Regions from separate parts of the Zea mays genome. Here region 2 is linked to region 1. Evidence: chromatin contacts called from public Hi-C data. All regions are on one chromosome and are shown on one strand. Each heading gives the region's core, a stretch centred on a gene start, on an enhancer-like site or on the middle of the called end of the contact. The rest is flanking DNA. Distances are from core to core; before and after follow the strand shown.

Region 1 (3,841 bases), core at 526-3,025:
ACCTAGATGTCTGAGGGCACATGCGTCCTTAACACAGGACGCTGGGCACTCAGATACCTATAAATACCCCCGCACAGTGCCCTTGAGAGGCTAGATTAACAGAGCTTTTGCCATCTCGTGCGAGAACCCTGTTTACGTCAACTCTCACCCTCGTTGGATCCCCTTGCACCTGGCAGCAAGTTCCAACACTCTACAACTTATTTTTTGTTTCTTCGTGTTTCTTGGTTTAGACTTCTTTTATCTTGTGTGTTAGACTTTTATATGTTTTTGATAAATCTTGAACGAGTATTCTAATTTCTTTCTTTGAGGTGTTGATCTCCTTGATCACCTCATTGCCTTCATCCAAGTCCGAGAGCAATCAATGAAAGATATTTGAAGAAATATTTTCTAAATGTTGGCAAGAGGACTATGTTACTTCCCAAACAATAGTGGATACATGCATGCATATATAACCAAATGTATGCATGTCCTTATATGTTAGATATATAGTGAGTTGGACACCATCACTATTTAGTGCTTTTATGTTTTAGGTTCGCGTGAGTATTAACCTAAAATAGGGGCATAATATGCAAAAGTATTGACCCTACTAAAGCCGGTCAGATCGACCCCTAAACCCGTCCAAGTCGAATGTTCTGAGTCGGCCAAGTCGGATTCCTATTGCCAAGCTAACTTAGCCGGTTTTCAAAACCAGTTTGGCTAACTTTTGCTGAATTCCGAACCGATTAGTTTCCAAAATTTTTTGATGTGAGAAACTTGCAAATCACATATTTGAATTGTTTTATACTAGAATAAGACCACCTTAACATATATAAGACAATCATGAACGATTGAGATATCTAACATCCAATCGATCAAAAACAAATTTAGTATCCTTTTCCTTTCTATCTTAGTGTTCATCATGACTTCATGCGTGATTTAACGGTGTTTTTGGTGACATTGTTGATTTTAGGACAACCTCCACACACGGCTATTCGTAGAGTCCTTCGACAGAAAATAGAATCAATATCGGTTTAATTGCTCTATATATCAATTTCATCGATTCATTGAAGTTGTCCGACTGCATCAACAACTCATGCTGCCTGGTTATATGGAAAGGACATAATGTAGCAACAATGTACATCTGCACTTGCAGCTCTTTGAAAACCAACAGCCGAACATTTATGTTTATTATTATGTTAATATGTTTGGTTCTCTTTACTAAAGTTTAGTCCGTATCACAATAGAGGTTTGAATACCAATTACGAGTATTAAGTATAGTCTAATTAGAAAACTAATTATATAGATGAATGCTAAACGACAAGATGAATTTATTAAGTCTAATCAATCCATCATTAGCAGATATTTACTATAGCATCACTTCGGCAAATTATGAACTAATTAGGCCAGATTCGTCTTACCGTTTAGTCCTTATCTCTTATCTGTGTAATTGATTTTTTAACTAGACTTTATTTAGTATTCATAATTGACATTGAAACATTCGATTTGTCACGGTCTAAACTTTAGTCAGACTAACTAAACAACCCCAAAGATCATACTGTACATTACAGCCGTGCTAGCTCTAGCTCATGTTATCGTGTGACCTGATTTCTTTTGGCTTCAGCCCAGCTTGAAAGAAACAAATATGTCCGGCAAACTTACCAACCGCACAGTACAGGGACAATCAGTGCCAATCATACAGTCGAGTTGACGTCACCCCTATATATTTTTTATCGAATTTATTTCAATATAGTAAAAAAATGAACCCGTTTCCATTCCCGCTGGTCTTGATTGACAACAGCTCGATCCAACCAGAACCAGCCCAGAAAATTCGCAGCCGCCAACCACCCGACCCCACATGGCCACATCCGCGATGCCCACGCCGTGAGCCCGTGAGGCGCGCCGCTGGAGCCGCCGCAGCCGTTACTATGACCTCGCCGGCCCCCACCTCCTGGTTCTCCGGCCTCTCGCGCTCCTCCTCCACCATGGCCGGCGGCGTCGCCTCGGCCTCGGCCTCCGCCTCCGCCTCCGGCCCCGCCTCCGCGTTCCTCCCCGACGCGCCCAAGTCCGTAATCGGCGCCGGCTCCGGAGGAGGCAAGCGGAATCATCTCTGCGGGGCGCTGTTCAAGTACGGCCCCAAATCTGCGCAGGTACGGGCCGGGCGTCTCCCACCTCCCCGCGTCGCGCCGCTTTTCCCCAGGAAAGTTCTGGAATCCGAGATGGCGAGATGGAACTAGTCACAGCATTTCGCGGTTGCGTTCGTCGAGTACTTTAGGAGCTGCTAGACGGTGGAATCCGTGGCTTGGATGTTCCGTAAGTTTCCAGAAGGTCGTCGCCGCGTGCTGCCACGGCCTCTGGAAGGAGGGGATCTTTTGCGACATTCCAGATGCGAGATCTCACTTTTTAGTTTCGGAGTTCTGCTTTTGTACCAAGTGGGGCTCCTACGTTTTCTCACGCATGCCTAAAGCGTGCCTTGTGCATGTTTAGATTCCTATAGGATATGGAAGATTCTATGATGCTCAAAAAACCTCTGAAAAAGGCGGTACATTTAGCGATCCGTTTTGGCAATTTGCTGTCTGGATCTAGGGTTTAATTCTCTTTGGGTAATGTTACACGGCTATGTCCCTTTTGCTGCTTGCCTCTTAGTTTCTGTGACATTTCCGGCTGAAGGCAGTGGTCGTCCTTATGCACCATGGTTATTCTTGTGGTTTGCTTGCTTCCTATCTTTAGCGCTCTTGCTTTTCACCATGGATTTTTTTAATCATGCCGAGTTTCTATTGTCTGGTAGAAGACTGTATTTTAGTTCTTTATTTATTGTTACAATCAGGTCTGTACTAAGGTGACTTCGTACATGCTTGTGGCAATTTTTACTACTTTTGGACTTGGGACACCTGTAATTGCATTTGCAGCTCCAATAAGATCAATTGTTTCTCAGCTTTTAGAACATAAGAATGACAATCATACCCACTAGTATTCTTGGGAATCTTATTCTGCAGGGAAATACCTTGTATTTCGTTTTTTTGGTCTGGATAGATTTGCAACCCTTGAAAGTTATGGTACAGATGCCTCTATGTTCAGTTCTTTTGAGTGCTGTGTGGTTTCTTCAATATCTTCTTTTTTTTTAAAAAAAAATCTGGAGTAAACCTAAGCTAACTCTTTTTGGATATATTTTGCTAGTGCTGCATTAATCAATGGCTTTGTGCTATAACTTCACTTTTCTTCTTTCAGGTAGCATTCAGGACTGGGGATTTTAACCATCAGGTGATCTTCATTGGTGGCCTCACAGATGGGCTTTTAGCTACTGAGTAAGTCGAAATAGTATTTTCTGCCCCCCCCCCCCCCCCCCCCCGATACTTGAGATTGCATAAATTTGATCATAATATTTCAATTTAACACCTACTCTTCCAAATCATAAGATCCTTTGACTTTTCTAGATTCATAATTTGTACTACGCATCTAGATATACATTATGTCTAGATACATAATAAAAACTATGTATTTAGAAATGCTAAACCATCTTATAATTCGGTACAGAGGGAATACTGAATTTGGAAACAAAGGCTGTCATGATGTAACTATGTTGCACCATGGTTTATATCGATAAATAAGGTTACGTAAACTTGAAATGGGCAATAATTTTTTTTCTTGAATGGGAACTGAAGAATTTATTTATCATGCAAACATATTCAGGTATTCTTGCATCCTTTGCTGTTTCTTGGATCTTACTGTAAACTACTAAATTGACTTCAAAGTCTATGGAATTTAGGTTAGTAGCGTTGGTGCCATGCGTGCACACTAGTAACAGCTTTGTTCATCTAGGTGATGCCACAATCTTATAGTTGACATGTGATTCTTGTAGTGTTTC
Region 2 (3,750 bases), core at 920-3,419, 270 kb before region 1:
CCGTCCAGACTTTGGACCTGGTGGCCTGGGTTCGATTCCTCGTGTCCCTTCGCTTTGTTTTTGCTGGGCAGCAATTTTAATTGGTGGGCGGACGCAGAAGCTGAGCGCGACGGTAGAGACGGACGAAGAAACTCCCACTGAAATATAGTAGAGATTTGTTCTACAAGATCTACTCAAAGAAAATAGAAAATATAGAAAACAAGTGACAACAATAATTCACTGCATATTGCTAACCTTGCTGAACTCCACGAACTGTGGCTGTGAGGAACCGAGAGTTTGGACGATGCCTAACATTAGGTTTTCGCAGATATGCTTGAACACCTTCCCTGTTAGCCTCTAATTGTAATCTTCGGGCCTCTTCAAGTAGTAAAGAAGCAAGACGATTTTCTGTCTCCAGATCCATTGTCTATTTAAAGTTCAACAGCTAGCAATCCAGAAATGAAATCTTTAGTAATTAGAAAAATAAGATAACATTAAAAACAATAATAAAAAATTGTCATACTATAATGTAAAAGGCCAGTGATTTCATAGACCATGCAAAAGTATTGGATATCATTCACAGCCATTATCCAGGTGCGAAGGTGTACGATTCAAACAGTCTCATTCACCGTAGGGCTAGTTTGGGTACTCTAGTAATGAAAGGGATTAGAGTGGATTGAGATGTATTGTGCGAGTTTTTGATCTATAGGGGATTTATACACTTTTCAACCCCTCCAAACCACTTCAATACTAGAGTACCCAAACTAGACCGTAGTGACGTGACAAGGTTGATGCATAGATCTGAACCATGCACAGGCTGACAGGCACGGCAACACTGGTTGCGAAGGAACCATACACTATTGTTTGGAGTATGCTATTTTTGTTATCAGGTTGTGTACTAATGTGAACGGCACAAATATAGTTTCACAAATGATCTGAACATACATGGGAGCCAATACAACTCACAAATTATAACACAAACACTAAGAAAATAGATATTCCAGGAACAGTCCATTGAAGAGTAATTACAATAATGGAGTACAGGTGCCCCATATATATGCTTCCATCCCGATAAAACAACTTATCAAAGCATTATTAGCCAAAAAGATGTGTCTAAAACTGCTCATCAAGAATGAAAGTATCAAATGTGGCAAAAGGGCTTAATTTGAAAACCCCAGATTTTTTTGAAATAACTAATGGTGGTGATGCTATTGTGATGAAAGAAGACTAGAATCAAGCAACGAATTAATAAAGCAATTTGTCCAAAATAGGTTAATTTGCATGGATGAGTTAAAAAAACTCGACCTGCCGAGGGTAAGACAACGCACGAGCATTGTATTGAGAAGAAGGCCTTCTCACACGGGTCAAGAAAACCCCTATCTCACCCATACACAGCAACACTGTAGCCCATGTGAGAACGACCGCAACCAGGTCTTAGACCTGTGCTTTGGCATAGGACAGACGAGAGGATTTTTTTAACTACTCAGACCTAGCCAACTCAGCTAAAGGCCCTTTCGCTACATGGATGAGTTAATAAGCAATTTGTCACAAATAGGTCAACAGGCGTGGGCAAGTATATATATCCCACTGAACATAAATTAGAATTGTCCACACTCTGCAATAAAGCATAAACTGATCCTTCCAACCTTTTAACTGTGTACCAAGCTAGTAACGTCCACATATAGAGCAGGTCTATCATACACATAGATGAAGATGCTGCTGCACCGCAAGAACAATATATGACGAGCACAGCAAAGAACGTGTAGCCGTGGGGATCCAGTTGAACCTTAACTTCAATTGGCATACAAAATTAATTTCTTCGGAAATTTTACTAAGCTACTGGATTTGATTCTCACAGGTCGCAACATAGAAAAAATCAATCCATAGAAGCAACAAGACAAGTTAGGGTTCCTTGATCCTTACCAAGTGGAGAACAAATCGACCGTAGCCCGGACGGATGCCTCCCCGCGCCGACCCACTGGCACCGAGGAGGCGAGGAGGGCGAGACGAGGACGCCCGCGAGAGAGGAATCGCTTCGACGGTCGACGGTCAGGCGTCCTGTTCCGCTGCGGCGGAAGGAGGCGCGGATCACCTAGGGCTACGGAGGCCGCTCGATGAGGGGCGAGCGGGCTGGAAGGGGCAGATCGAGTCGAGAAGGAAGAGGAGCGCGTTCTCTCTTTCTCGCCGCCGCCGCGGCGCCGGCGAGGGGAGCGGATAGGGTAGGACGGTCGAAGAAAAGTAGAGAAATTTTGTTTCGCGGTACAGCTGGAGCGTTGCGGCTAAAATTGCCGTGTGACATCACTGTCACTGATGCTATCTCCAACGGCTTAGGTCCTAGAGATTCTATTAGGGCTTGTTTGGGATCAAAGGTAATGGAGTGAATTGAGGGGGCTAGAATCCCCTACTACTTAATTTTGAATAGTAAGGGATTATAGCTCCCTCAATCCCCTCCATTACCCTTTGTCCCAAACAAGCCCTTAGGTTTTTCAAGAAGAGACAACAAAAATGATGTAATATTGACCTTATGGATCATAAGGGATATTTAGGGGGTGTTTGAATATAATAGTTAGTAGTTAAAATTAGTTGAGACATCTAAACACCGTAGCTAATAGTTCAGCTATTAGCTATTTTTTTGTAAAATAGTCAATAGTTAGGTAGCTATTTGTTAGCTAACTAATTCTACTAACGATTTTTAGCCAACTAAAGGGGTGTTTGAATGCACTAAATCTAATAGTTAGTTAGCTAAAAATATACTAGTAGAATTAGCTAGCTAACAAATAATTAGCTAGCTAGTAGCTAATTTACTAAAAATATCTAATAATTGAACTATTAGTTGGATTGTTTTGGATGTCTTTGGCTAATTTTAACCACTAACTATTACTCTAATGCATTCAAACACTCTCTAACTATTAGTTATAGTGCATTCAAACACCCCTGGCTCCACAACTCCAAGCATCGCCCTGGCCCGCCAACTTCAGGGCCGGCACCTACCCCAAATACAACGACAGTACCGATCCGGCTCAGTACATCATGAGCTACCAGGTAGTCATCGCATCGTCCGGAGGGGACGACGCCACAATGGCCAAATCCTTCATCATCGCACTCGAAGGCCTGACCTTGACTTGGTACACCAGATTACAGCCACTGTCCATTGATTCCTGGAAAGGGCTTCGCGACAAGTTCCTGCTCAACTTCCAAGGGTACCAACCTGACACAGACGCCCTGGCCGAGTTATGTCCAGTAGAGTTTTATTCTTCCTCTCCACTACACCATTTTGTTGAGGTGTGTAGGGAGAAGAGAACTCATGCTTGATGCCCTCGTCCACAAGAAATATTTCTATTTGTGAGTTTGAAAGGAAAATGTGCCTTTGGGCCATTTCTATAATGTTTTGGTGATTAAGTGCCCAACACATATTCTTTAAGTCCTAATGTACCAAAGATTGAAAAAGTGCAAATCAAGACATGAGGTATGTTTCTAGACTTAGTACATTTGTTTTTGAATACTAATGAAGTTATCTAAGTGCTAGAAATAGTGAGAAAAGAAGAATAAAAGAAACCAAAATTACTTGGCTCGGTGCAGCCAAAATTCAGCTCAGTCTGGCACACAAGACTGTTCGGTGACGCACCTGACAGTGTCCGGTGCGCCAGGCTGATCTCCGGTGAAAATGTCGCTCTCGGGAGCTATGGTTTCGTCACCGGGATTGTGTGGCAGTGAATTCGTCACCGGGATTGAACACATGGGACTGGGAGGTGGCTTGCCGTTTGGTACAGC

The links. A called contact is a pair of places that touch in the nucleus more often than the background predicts.
Region 2: a contact with region 1 is called in a Hi-C map of ear, with 4 times the contacts expected there. The contact joins the promoter of LOC100277511 here to the promoter of LOC100382733 in region 1. A contact is called at or near these places in 6 of 25 Hi-C or Micro-C datasets (bundle sheath, ear, endosperm and 3 more).

What each region holds. Positions count from the first base shown.
Region 1 is chr7:20,130,627-20,134,467 of Zm-B73-REFERENCE-NAM-5.0, reverse strand. It overlaps LOC100382733 (alpha/beta-Hydrolases superfamily protein), which reads left to right and starts at 1,775. Exons shown (of 9, transcript NM_001175452.1): 1 at 1,775-2,126; 2 at 3,205-3,281. The coding sequence starts at 1,905.
Region 2 is chr7:20,403,740-20,407,489 of Zm-B73-REFERENCE-NAM-5.0, reverse strand. It overlaps LOC100277511 (AT4g33690/T16L1_180-like protein), which reads right to left and starts at 2,169. Exons shown (of 4, transcript NM_001151046.2): 1 at 1,903-2,169; 2 at 235-424. The coding sequence starts at 403.